Regions from separate parts of the Cricetulus griseus genome. Here region 2 is linked to region 1. A link is a contact called in public Hi-C data. All regions are on one chromosome and are shown on one strand. Each heading gives the region's core, a stretch centred on a gene start, on an enhancer-like site or on the middle of the called end of the contact. The rest is flanking DNA. Distances are from core to core; before and after follow the strand shown.

Region 1 (6,757 bases), core at 1,364-3,863:
GGAGTTCTTCTCCTTGTCTTTGCTGGATTTTTCTAATGCTTTCCCCAAGCTCCCTGAAGATGAAAAAACTGAGAAACAAAATCATTTGGCTGAAGACAAAATATACACAAACTCATTTTTTTTTCCTGTTCAGCTAGATAATGAGATATACATCAGGCTCTCTGCACCTAATGTTACCCTGGGTGGGAGTCCTGTGAAGCTTGGGCTATAAGAGACGCCTCATCTCCCTAGGGGTCTCCTGTCTGAGCACACTTGATGCTCCCAGGTTTGGCCTTGGTCTCAGTGAAGGGACAGCTGAATGCTTGGCCCCTTCCAGGCCTTCAGGGGCCCTCCTGCCTGAGGTGAGCTCATCTCTAAGTGGACCCTCCACCCCTCTGACTCCACGGCTTCCTGGTCCCATTCCGCCTGAGGCGTGCCACGCTTACCGTCATCAGCCCCACTGTGGGGGTCCACATCCTCCTTCATCTCCTCCTTCATCTCCTCTTCAATGACCACTTTTCCTGTGGAGGAGACAGCTGCCGTTCACTGGAAACCCACGGTGGTGGCCAGCGTTGGGGGATGGTCTGGCCATGACTGCTTCCGATTCTCGCTGCCCACACAGGCCTCGGCGTCCATCACGAGATGGCATCCATCAGGAGACTGCCTTTGAGCACCGCTCTCCCCAGCCCTTGGTTCCCAAAACCTCCCGGGTGCCACTGGATGTGGGGTCTGAGCAGGATCCTTACACCTCCCTGGAGGCCCCAGACCTCCCCACCTTTGGCCTGGTCCGGCTTTTTTAATCCCCAGCCCCGATGGTGGCCGAGTCTCACCTTCTCGGACCTCTTGAATGATCTCATCTGGAAGGACAAAGTTCCTCTCTGGATTTGGGAATGGGAGAATCTCAGACTCGTGCTGCCGGCACAAAGCAGTTTTGGTTTTTTTTTTGTATTTTTGAGAAACAGAAAATGGTATCAGCTCACTAAGATGCACAGGAGGAGCAGGCTGGAGGCTGAGCTGGTAGGGTTCCTGGCTCTAGCTTGCAGAGTCTACTGCAGCTGGGCTTTTCAAATGAGGGAGGGCCAGGCTAGCACCAGCCCAACAAAGCCAGAGAAAAGGACCAGGCGCGTGCCACCCAGAGGAAACTGGCAACATGTCAGCCCCGCTGATGTGCATACCAGGAACTGACCTGGCTCACCACTGCAGTATTCCCACCAGGACAATGTTCCCCAGGTGCACCATGACCACAGGCACCTACAGCTCCACCTATCCTGGTACTGAAGTTACACTGCCTGTCAGACACTATAGACAAATCTGCCCAGCTTGGTTACTAGTTACCCTGCATACCTGTCACACATTGCCAGCTCTCCAAACCAGTTACACAGTCACCCATCAGACAGCGCTACCTCTAAGCTCTACAAAGAGGACTACATCTGGCTCCCACAGGGGTATCCAGTGCACCTCAATGGGACTCAGATGGGGTCAGCCTCCACCTAGAGCGCTCGGGACCTCTTACTACTTTACACTGAGGCTGATGCTATTCTCTGGCATCTCAGCAGCCAACTATCTATCTCCCTGGAAGACTTCTTGTGGCCACCCCAGATCTAAAGCAAAAGTGGTCAGAGACCATCACTAGTTAGTGCTTTCCACAGCAGGACTTGGGCTTTCCTGAGGAAGGGCCTCATCTACTGAGATCACTTCTTCTCTGCTCTGCATAGTGAACCCCACGTGACCGGTGGGCTCTGTCTTGTACTACCACAGATGATCCTAGGAAGACAGGATGTGGGTGGGACCCGTCTCCACCTTCAGCCCCAAAGCGGTGAGCCACGGTCCAACTCACCAGTGCCTGCATGTCATACATAGTGCTCAGATGGTCCCAGATGACCTTGGATGGGACCTGGCGCCCAATATTCTGGCTGAACTTGTCTCGAATACAAATCATGTGGAAATGTCGATTCACCCCTGAGAGGCAGGACAGTGGGTTAGGGGTTAGGGCTGCATCTCTGTGCAGACAGCATGGACGTTGGAGGGGCAGGGGTATGAAATGGCAGGTGGGGGTGTTGCAGGAGTCAGGTGTCAAAGAGGATAGAGGTGTCAGGAGGCAAGTGGGTGTCCCAGGGGCAAGTAAGTATACAGTAGGCGGGTCCGGGGCAAGGGGGGCTGCAGAGGCGGGGACTGTGGAGGCGGTCCCTGGGGTAGGAGTGTCTCAAGGGCAGGGAAGTCAGGGGCGTCCCCCGGGAGAGGGCTTCTCGGGCAGGAACGTCATGGGGTCTTGGACTAACTGGGCACTCCGAAGTGGGAGGTCCCGTCTCGGGTGAGGTCGCAGGCTCCGCCCGCCCGCGCTCGCCCGCCCGCCCGCCCGTTTACCCGCCCCACCCCCATGCGGGTGCGCGGCTCGCCGCGACGCTCACCGACAGGCTTGTGGCCCAGCATGGCGTGGAAGAGGCACACCTCCACCTCAGGGCTCCACACTACCGTTTCCTCAGCAGGGCTCGGGGCTGCCTCGCCGGGGCCCTTGTCGCCTGGGGCGCCCGTGCCGCCCACCTCGGCCTCCCCCATGGCCGCGGGCGAGCCACAAGCGTCCGGCGAGAGAAGGGTTGCTACAGGCTCCGCGCAGGCGCACTCGGTGTGGAGGGCGCGCGCTAGCTGGGCTCCGGATCGCCGCGTATCCGCGTCCGCGCAGGCGCAACAAAGGCTGGCTTCCGGTGCCGGCACGCCCCCTGGTGGTCAGCCCTTTCCCTGCCTCCGGCTCTGGCCAGAGAGGGAGCTGGCAGAAACCTTAGCTTTAAAAGAACACCGCACTCCTTTAATCCTAGCGTTCTGGAGGCAGAGGCAGGAGAATCTCTGAGAGTTCCAAGTCAGTCAGTCTACATGGCATGATACACACGCCCCTAAGTTAAATATGTTAAAAAGATTCAGGCTCTCCCCCTGCCAGTAATAAATCATACAGTGTGTAAATTACATCTCAGTAAAGTTGTTTGTTTGTGTTTTAAAGCCAGGGGCTAGTGAGATGGCTCATCCAATAGAGACGCTTGTGCACAAGCCTGATAACTGCAGCCTCACCCCTGGATCCTGCAGGGGGCAGGAGAGAACCAAGTCGACCCTCTATATCCATACCATTGTGTATGTGTGTGTGTACACACACACACACACACCATAAATAAGTAAAAATAAAAGCCTGACAACCACAATTTGTAGAATTGAGGCTCTTATCATCTCAGAATGGCCCTGGCCTGGTTGCTCATGACAGTCCCAGAGTTCGGTGCTTCCTTGGCATCTGGGTCCTGCTGGCCTTGCCATCTACTTCTACCTCCGTACTGTCCCCACAGTTGAGCTCCACCAGAAGTGGGTTGGTGATGAATTCAGACAGGTGTTAGTTTCTGGTCTGGCCACTGAAGAGGCCTAACTTAACATCAGTGCAGCCATGACAGGCTGCAGGCTAACAATACTGGCACTAGGCCTCATTCTTAAAATAACCAGGAAAAACCACAGACTGTACCCTGCAGGGGACCAATCAAAATTGAGACAAACAAATACTAGATGCTTCAGAACACTAAGAATAGCTTACCTAACTTGTATATAGGTTGACAATTTCCTTGCAGCAATGCCTGCACCAATCCCTGTTTGACAGGATTTCTGTTGCCTCACTCCTGCCCAATCTGGAGTTTAGCCCCGATCTGAAGCCAGAATTCCCTTACACCCCATCCTTTACTCCTTAAAAAACCCGCCATAGCTAAGCTCAATGTTCTTCCTGATCCAACCACCCTGTTGGAACGGATGGAGAGCCCAACCTGGAGCTTGCAATAAAGGCTCTTTGCTTTTGCATAGGAGCTCAGACTCCTGGTAGTCTCTTGGGGACTAATGACTCTGGTATAACAGCCACAACGCCACACTGGATTGGGTGGGGCCAAGTGCTGGGCAGAGCAGTCTACACAAGAATGTGGTCTCTCCTTGAGGTCTGAACCACCCCAGTTGCCACCCGTACAGGTGTCTCTATCATTCATCCCTCATCTATGCCCTCCATGTTCAGGCTTCAGAATCCCTTTCCTGACTGCTGCCTCTCAGCTGTGGCCTTGGAATCCAGTTCTGACCCTGTACCTGTCCCTCATTCAGGCCTGTAACCAGACCATGCTCACAACAGTGAGTAGGGCACTGTGGAGGGTGCAGGCTCTGGCCAGCCTCATTGTCTGGGACAGCTCAGGGCTCAGAGCCAGTCAGCCGTCTGTGGCTGGCTTCAGCTTTCCATTGTGGAGGTAGGTTGGTGAGGAGAGTCCCAACAGTGCCATGGGGGAGATGTAGCCCAGTGGGGCCTGGGATCACAGCTGTCACATGGAGTTATGATTCCCCCAGGGCCTGTGACCTTGTCTTTGTCTGTCTGGCATCCAGAACTTGACTTAATTACTGTAAGGCTGAAGTGAAGCATAATATACCTACCACCTGGGACCTGCCATGGTGCAAGTTCCCAGGCTGAGACCCAGCATACCTTAAGTGCCCAGGAGCAGTGTTCAGAATAATATACTGGTTATTCTCCAGATATCTGGGTGTGGGGGACCTTGCTGCTGACTGCTTCTGGCTCTGGTTCATCGTGGTCTCAACCCTACCAGGTAGGATCTTGTTTCAAGTGCCTCCTTCCACAGGGAGCTTCTTCCCTTGTGTAACCCTCGGCCTCCTCTAATCTAGCTGGTCCTCTGTTCTATGTGGTTTGTATGTACCATGGCACTGAGACCACATCCCACCGGCGTGATATCTGCAAACACCTACCTGACTGTCATTCCAGATATATCCTGGAATGTGTGACTGCAAATCAGACTTGATGCCTGTAGACAGGTTGAGTGTTTTAGGAGAGGAGAATGTCTTCATTCTTTCCTTCTGTGAAGCCTTGGCAGGTCTCTGCAGAATGGACTCTATGCCAGGTAATAGCAAGAGGCTAAGCACTGAGGTCAGCATCTAGGACTCTATCTACTGTCTCATGAGCCAGCTGACTTTCTGTTTTCATGAACAGAAGACACATCTGGAGCCAGATACATACATAGTCGAATCTCATGAATTTATTTTTTGAAAATGGAAAAGACCCACTTTAAAAAATTATCTTTATTTTATGTATGTGCATTGGTGTTTTAGCTGCATGTATGTCTGTGTGAGGGTGTCAGATCCCCCAGAGCTGGAGTGACAGACAAGTGTGAGCTGCCACGCCGATGCTAGGAATTGAACCTGGGTCCTCTGGAAGAGTAGTCAGTGCTCCTAACCTCTGAGACATCGCTCCAACCCCTCAACCCCATGGATTTATAGCTCTCTCATTATTGCTTTCTAACGAGCTTTAGTGAAACTACTAGCCCTTTATCTCGTGTGTGCTCCTGCAGCCTGTTTTCTGGTGTTCAACAAGTCATCCCAATAGGCAGCTTTAAAGTGAATGCATATCTGTTGGGAGCTGAGAAGCTCCTTCTGCAAGGGTCCCTTTGACCTGGAGCAGGTGTCTGGGTAGCACTTCACTCACTTGTGGAAATCAATGGTGAGCTTTGCACACACTTGTATTCTCTGTGAGGTCTTCAGGCAGTTCCTGGGGGCCAGGACTGTGACTAGCTTTGTAGCATGGCTGCCTATTTCACAGATGGGATTAGCATATAAAGTGGTATCTGCTGGTGGGTGCGCTAGCCAACTGGTCAACCCTTTTCTTATTTGTTGGGATCCCTGCTGCTCAAGCTGGGGAGATGACTCAGAGAGATGGCTCAGAGGTTAAGAGCACTGACTGCTCTTCCAGAGGTCCTGAGTTCAATTCCCAACAACCACATGGTGGCTCACAACCATCTGTGATGGGATCTGGTGCCCTCTTCTGGCCTGCAGGCATATATGCAGGCAGAATACTGTATACATACTAAATGAATCTTAAAAAAAGGATCTCAGCTGGGTGTTGGTGGCTCACGCCTTTAATCCCAGCACTCAGGAGGCAGAGGCAGACAGATCTCTGTGAATTCGAGGCCAGCCTGGTCTTCAGAGCGAGTGCCAGGATAGGCTCCAAAGCTACACAGAGAAACCCTGTTTTTTGGAGGAAAAAATCTCTTTTACTAGATGGATGTGAGTGCTGGAATTCTTGATCCCAGTGGTGGAGGGTTCAGACTGTATATCAAGAACCGATCCGTACTCTGTATGGTTAAGATATCTTTATTCAGATAAACACCAGCCAAACGCAAGACAGATCATGCCCAGAGCAGCAAGGCAGCGAGGCCAGAGAGAAGGACTCCCATCTGCTTTGCCGTCCCTTAAGAACCCCTCCTGCGTCATACTGACCTCACCTTGACCACACCCTGACAGGCGTGGTCAGGCACATCTGTAGCCAGCCTCTAACAGGCGTGGCTTACTGTCCCCTACAAGACTGGGTCTGGATGAGAAAGAAAGGTTCTCCCTCGTTCAATGAATATACAAGCCTTACAGTTTATATGCCAGTCTTGTATAAGCTTGACCAGGGTGAAATATCACCTAGACCACCTTTAGGTCTCAACCAAGTGTCATCTTTCTATATATTCATTTAGTTATTTGAGTTCTCATGTATCCTAGACTGGCCTCAGACTCACTATATAGCCAAAAATTGCTGTGGTCTTTGATCTCCATTCCTCCACCTCCTAAGTGTCGGCTATTAGGTATGTGCTGATATATATGCTGGGGATTGAGTCCAGGGCTTCATGCAGGCTAGCAAAGCAGTCTACCATCGGGCGTCATCTCTAGCCTCCCAAATGGCATTTATGGTCTGAGGATCTGATCTTGTCTCTGGAAGGTGGTGGCCATT
Region 2 (6,757 bases), core at 1,432-3,931, 310 kb after region 1:
ATCCACCTACCTCTGCCTCCCAAGTGCTGGGATTAAAGGCGTGCGCCACCACTGCTGGGGTCTAGCTTGCTTTTATAAGTGTCTAGAGGTCAGATTGAAGGCCAAGCAGAACTCACTTGACCATAACTGAGTGAGGAAGGCCCGAGCTGACCAAGCCACATAGAAGGGACTACAGCATAAAAGGGTGCTGTAGAGTCAGAGTTTCGATTGTGAGAGTCTGAAACCTCTGGAACTGGAGAAGCTGTTGCTGGGGCTAGGTAAGGCCTGGGCTTGATGAAAGGGTACCATTCTCTACTGGACAGACAGTGGCCCCTCTGCCTGCCACCTGAGAGGGCAGAGGGACTAAGTTCCAAGGGATATCCCAGGGGAAGGGTGTGCATGTGTGCATTCGTAGGTGTGTGTGTGTGTGTGTGTGTGTGTGTGTGTGTGTGTGTGTTCAAATGGTTGTTACAGGTTTCTTGAGTTCTTTTTATTTTTCAAAATTAAATAAAACACAAGCTGTATGATCTATTTACTCTAACCTCTTGGTCAGGTTTGGTCTGTGAGGGAACACACCCCAACACCACACCCAGGAAGAAGCCAAATTCCTGCCTAAATATCCCTTACGCACCTCAAGGATCCCACAATGCCTGCCAGCATTGGGGTCCAACTCTAGGTCTAGCTCTGCATCTGTGGCACCCTGTTGAGGACACATATCTTTGCCATGTCCATTTGACAGTTAGCCACAAGTTTGTTGTCCCTCCCCCATCGAGGACTGTGCACATTAGCAACAAGGACCCCACGCCACCATACCACAGGCCCAACACTACAGTGTCTCACCCATCCCAAAGCAGCTTAGGCATACAAGTACATCATTGCTACTGGGGACCAAAACCCAAGTGAGTCACTCCCATGGTCACTTGCAGACAGTGGGGGCTAACAGCAGCCTGAGTGCCAAGGGCATCACACACATCAGACACAATGACCCCTTCAGTGTTTAGTCCTACCCTCTGACAGAAATGACAGTCTCGCCGAGCATTGGTGGCACACGCCTTTAATCCCAGCTCTCAGGAGGCAGAGGCAGGCGGATCTCTGTGAGTTCGAGGCCAGCCTGGTCTCCAGAGTGAGTGCCAGGACAGCCTCCAAAGCCACAGAGAAACCCTGTCTCGAAAAACCAAAAAAAAAGAAAAAAGAAAAAAAGAAAAGAAATGACAGTCTCTGGGAGGGAGCCCTGCGTTTTACTAGAAAAGAAAACTGCCCACCTTACCACTGGCTCCTGCCAGAGGCCAGCTTGGAAAAAGACAGGGAAGAAAAGGAGAGGGCAGGGTAAGTGTAGGGAGAGAGCTCTAGCTCGCCGTTAGTCCCAGCACTCGGGAGGCAGAGGCAGGTGGATCTCTGTAAGTTCGAGACCAGCCTGGTCTACAAGAACCAATTCCAGGACAGCCTCCAAAGCCACAGAGAAACCCTGTGTCGACCTGCGGGCTGAGGCGAGGGGCGTTATCTCTCTCACCGGGTTGGGTCTGAGACTAACCTGGGTCATCGGTTTCTCATGTAAGTGATTTCCACTTAATAAATTACCCATCTATATCCATATCCGGTGTACGGTCATTTGCCTCTACAGGTAAGCCTACCCGTGTAGGGATCAATGGCGGGGGTGGGGTGAGGTGGGGCGGGGTCAGCCTGCCTGAGCCTTGAAAGCAGAGAGGGAACTAGCAGTAAGGACTCTTGTGGGTCACACCACTGATAGATTCTCCTCCAAGCAAAGAAGCCGCTTCCCAGGGTTCCCTGTCCATCAGCCAACTCCACCCCAGCACCGGGTGCAGTAGCCACGGGACCAGAGACCGGAACATAAGGGGGACTTTCCTCTAAAGACTAGGAGTCCACATCGGCTGGGAGCTGGAAAGAGCATACGGTGGCACAACGGGACGGACATACACACACGGTACATAGCCAAAAACTGCAGACTCAAGCCCTGGCCACCGGACCACGGAGGAAACTAAAGGCTGAGCGCCATGCAGACGCCAGGCAACCGGGAAAGTGCCAGCTGTCCTCGGACCGTAGACCGGTCTCCTCTGCAGACAGTGAGGGCGGTCAGGCGGGCCCGCTGGCACCGCCCGGAAGCTGAAGCTGCGGGCTCCGGTGGCTCCGTGGGTGGATGCCCGACCCAGAGGAACCTCTCGGCTCTTAAGAAACAGCCCGGAGGGCAAGTGGCCAGGCCTGGCCCACACCCCGAGTCCGCGGCCCACAATGACCGTTCTCTGCAGGATGCCCCGTACACTGCGTCTGGGCAAGAGAACAGGACACCGGCGCCTTGCAGCCACCGACCTTGCGGTTGAGGGTCCCGTGGCCCCGCGAAACTAACAATCGACAGATGTTAACCACCTCTAGGACCCGGGGGAGCGCCAGAGCAGGACACACCTCGCTAGCCAATGGAAGGGCTCAGCGAAGCTGCATTTGCATGCAGGCGCGCCGCGGCCAATGGGCAGGGAGAATGGAACTATATTTGCATATGGGCGCGCCCCGGCCAATGGGCGGGAGTGACGGGGTGACATTTGCATGCAGGCGCGCCGCGGCCAATGGGCAGGGAGAATGGAACTGTATTTGCATATGGGCGCGCCCCGGCCAATGGGCGGGAGTGACGGGGTGACATTTGCATGCAGGCGCGCCGCGGCCAATGGGCAGCAGCGCGACGGCGCGGCGCGGCGGCGCACTCGAGCATGGCCGCGGCCGCGGCGGGAGGAGCCCCGGGTCCGGCCCCCGGCCCCGCCAGGCCCGCGCCGGCCGCCCGGAACCCGCCGTCCGTGCCGCGGAGGCGCGGGGACTCCCGGCGCCGCCAGGCCGCTCTCTCTTCCTCAATAACATCTCCTGGACGGACGGCCCCCGAGCCTGGGTCCCGGCGGGAGAAGCCCCCGCCGCCGCCACCACCGCCCACCGAGGCCCGCGAGCCGCCCGCGCCCCGCCCGCTCCACCCGGAGGCCTCCCGGGGCTGCCAGGCAGGCCCGCGCCCCAGGGCCTACTCAGCCCCACGACGGCGCCCGCCGGCCTCGGCCTAGACGGGCAGCGCCAGAGGTGAGTGGGCTGGGCGGGGCGGGCTGCACGCTGGGGTTGGGGTGGCCTAGAGGCCCGGCCCGCACGCCCGGTGCGTGACCTGTGGGCTTGGCAGCCAGGCACAGGTTAGGTAGTGAGCCGAATCCTTCCTCCCGGCTCACAGGGTGGTTGACCTGTGGGCTCGGCAGCACAGAGCACAAGGGTTCCGGTAAGCCACGGGCTCGGCGGACCTGGCCGTGGTTGGGGTAAGGTGGATCCATTCACCCGGCACCCAAGACATAAGGGGTCAGAGGTGGCCCCAGGGTCCATCACCCACCCCAGCATGCATGAGTCAGAGCGCCTGGTAGTCCTATCTGCCCTTGACTTGGGCTGAGATGATCTGGCAGCATCAGTCCAGAATACAGGAGACAAAATTTGGGGTTAAATGGAGCCTTGTCAGCCCGTGTCACAGAGTTGCAGTGTCCTGAAGCTTGTCAGCCGCCAGGTACAGGGAATACTTCCATTAAAGCCGTCAGATCCTGGTTATGGGGTCAGTTCTTCACCTTCAGAGTTCCCTCAGCTTAACTGACTTTAGACACACCCCTCCCTGTCCATTCTATCAGTACCCTAAGCACTGGAACTCGCAAACACTTTTATGTGCTGTGTGTCGGCCTCAGCTTGTGGGCCAGGGTCTGTTCTCAGCCCTGTATACCCGGCCAGACCTTCCTCCCTGCCATGCCACAGCTGCTGGACAGAGGACCTCTGCACTGGGTCGTTTCTGAGGACTCCTCAGCCTAACCCAGGGCAGCTTTTATTGCTAACCACTGCCCTGCCCCACCCCACCCCCGGACTGTGCCCACACCCCAGTGTCCACAGCTACCAGGTACCAAGTGGGTCTCAGCCTTCTCAGCCCCCTCTGACAGTCTCAGTCTTCACCTGAAGAGTGACAATAGCAGGCAGCTCTAGCCATTGTGGTCCCTTCTGGGCAGGGCCCACTACTATAGGGCAGAGCTCCTGCCAGGTAGCTCCCAGGTGTGGGAAGCCCTGGGCAAGTCTAGCATGGGTAAGCTGTAGACTCACAGTGTGGAGGTGCCTCCCACGTCTGTGATGGGGAAAAGTTACCTGACATCTGACCCTGCATCACATGTCTGTGTGGCCAGGAGGGCCTGAACTTTCTGTGGTCACCACCTTAGCCTGTAGGATCTCCACCGGACATAGAAGGATCCACTGGGGATAAGGGTCATTTTGTCCCAGAGTGTTAGCTGGACCCCTTGTGAAGAGCAGAACTGAAGATCAGTCTGAAGTTTTCGTGGGTCAGGCTCCCTTTGCTAGCTCCTCCAATGAGCCATCTCCTACCCTCCCAGTTCTGCTTTCCTTCATTCTGACATCCTCGCTACCACCCACAACTACAATTGCCTGTGGCAGATGTCTTTTTCTTCTTGGGCTCTGCTTACAAGTTCTTGGCACTGCCCTGGAGTTGTTATCCTTCCTCTCATGGGCACAGGCCCTTAGGAAGAGGACTGTCTACCCTCTCTCAGCTCCCGTCCTGTGGCTAGGAGAGACAGTAGTGGCTGGCCTGTTAAAGGGGGCTACTGGCCCCCAGATTTAGTGCCCTGATCTGTTTGTGTTTTTTATTTTATGTGCGTTGGTGTTTTGTCTGCATGTGTGTCTGTGTGAGGGTGTCGGATCCTCTGCAGCTGGAGTTACAGACAGTTGTGAGTTGCCCTGTGGGTGCTGGGATCCAAACCTGGGTCCTCTGGAAGAGCAGCCAGTGCTCTTATCCTCTGAGCCATCTCTCCACCTGATCTGTTGTTTTTTAAGATGCAAAACCCTAGAGTTCCTGAAGGCTGTGTCACAATGAGTACAGACCAGCTTTCTGCCATCCAGAAGCTCTGTGACCTTGAGCACCTAATGGGTCTCTTGGAACCTCAGTCTCCCCCTCTGCAATGGGCTGACATGAAGCCTTTCTCCTTGAGGTCCCAGGATCCTAAAGACTCAGGAAAGTGACAACTGTTATAACTTGGGGCTCCCAACAGCGTTTCTAGCTAGTGACGGAATCACCGCTAGTTTTCTGCATGGGGCTTTAGGCACTGTTATTGTCTTTTTTTCCTGCATGTCTGGCAGTCAGCCCATCTCTAGAATCTATGGTCAGGTTTGAAGCATTGCATTCCAGCTAACCTCATCTGCTGCTGCCTCTTGCCTAGAAAGCCTGTGTATGCACCTCAAGAGCCATGGTGACAAAGGACACAAACCTGGTAGCCCTTCCCCTAGCTCAGGATGCCAGTCACTGGGGGTCAGGCTGTAGCCTGGGGGTGCTTCTAAGGCCTGGGGTGCCCTGCAGCTTATGCTGTGTTCAATCTCCTTGCTTCCATGTGTGTCCTCACAGACTTTTCCTGACCTTCTTTTGCCTTGGCCTCTTCTTAGACTGTCTCTAGCTAAGACCCCTAACACAGGCTAGGTTTTTGATGGATCTTTTTGGGGAACTACTTCAACTCACAACAGCCCTGCATTGTATCTGCCACAGAAATGAGGGGGAAGGGAAAGTCCCCACAGGCAAATGACTTTGCAAATTTCAGCCTAATGCTCCCACCATCAGGAGAACTGGGCATAGCCTAGAGGCAGGAGGCTGTACTCTGCTTTGATCTGGAAGAGGAGCCTAGGCCAACCCTAACTAGCCACTGAGCCATTTAAACAGCCCCTGAGCCACTTAGCATCCATTAATTAGTCTGTGCCCAGCATCTGTCCACTGGTGGGGCTAAAAACCACTGGAGTAGTCAGTTCTCTAGGACAGCCAGGCACCTGCCCCTGCCCTGAGGCCCCGCTCTTTCTCTGTGAAGCTGCTAGATCACAGGCCCCTACATGGAGTGCTGGGACCAGGTGCCTTTGCTTTGCCTAAGACTAAGTGAGACTCACCAGGAGACCATGGGGCTTTTAGCTTATTCGCTTGCTTTTTAGCAGATATGGTTCTGCGATGAGCCAAAATGATGTTCAGGCAGAGGGGAGAGAGCCCTGAACACCTGATGAGACTGCTGCCACCTGTACTTCCTTGGCAGGGGAGGCTCTCAGGCCCTGAGCATGCTGCTCCTCGCTGGGGCTGCCCTCAGCCTGTCGTGTGGCAGGTGGCTCCTGAGTCTGCCCCAAGACTGCAGAGACCATTTACTCTCCTTGCATCCCTAATGGGGACAGAATCTCAGCCACTGGGAGGTGGTCCTGCCTAGACCTCTCCCCATCTCCCAAGCTACCAAGTAAGGAAGCCTGTCGCATACCAGAAGATGGTTTAAGGTCTGTAATCAGGTTGCAGGTACTGACTGAAGAGCAGCGGTGGAATCCCTTGGCAGCAAGGTTGCTAAGGGGTAGTTCTGAGCTGAGTTAGTTCAGCAGAACTGATACATGGGTAAGCCTTCTTAGCCTCCTCCCTCTCTCTCCTGACCCCTGACCTCTTCTTCCCAGGTCACATGTCATGCCACCATGCACATAGAGCTAGGGTAGACACTGTCCTGTATAAATAGGCAACTTGAAGAGCTGAGCCCAGGTCTGCTCAGCTTGGGCTTATCGAGTTGTCGGGGGAATGTCAGCAGAGGCAACAAAGTCTAGGTTGCTCTCCAGTGTTCTTCTTTGTTGTTTGGCTTTTAGCTGTTTTCAAGTTGAGGTGCCAGGGATATGTGAACAGTACATGGAATCTGAGTGTGTCGCTCCCCATGTCTGTTTGTGGACCTACACCATACATGGCCACCATTCACTCCGCAGAACA

The links. Hi-C and Micro-C count contacts between places; a contact is called where the count stands out from the background.
Region 2: a Hi-C map of the CHO-K1 cell line shows a contact between it and region 1, with 5 times the contacts expected there. The contact joins the promoter of Cables2 here to the promoter of Mrgbp in region 1. A contact is called at or near these places in 5 of 8 Hi-C or Micro-C datasets (the CHK-Q cell line, the CHL-YN cell line, the CHO-K1 cell line and 1 more).

The regions. Positions count from the first base shown.
Region 1 is chr6:1,357,250-1,364,006 of CriGri-PICRH-1.0, forward strand. Mrgbp (MRG/MORF4L-binding protein) reads right to left here and starts at 2,614. Exons shown (of 5, transcript XM_027419898.2): 1 at 2,388-2,614; 2 at 1,817-1,938; 3 at 810-891; 4 at 426-500; 5 at 1-68. The coding sequence starts at 2,535.
Region 2 is chr6:1,667,238-1,673,994 of CriGri-PICRH-1.0, forward strand. It overlaps Cables2 (CDK5 and ABL1 enzyme substrate 2), which reads left to right and starts at 2,682. Exons shown (of 14, transcript XM_027419889.1): 1 at 2,682-2,823; 2 at 2,826-2,840; 3 at 2,843-2,878; 4 at 2,881-2,931; 5 at 2,934-3,048. The coding sequence starts at 2,697. It overlaps Rbbp8nl (RBBP8 N-terminal-like protein), which reads left to right. Exons shown (of 13, transcript XM_035447116.1): 13 at 1-421.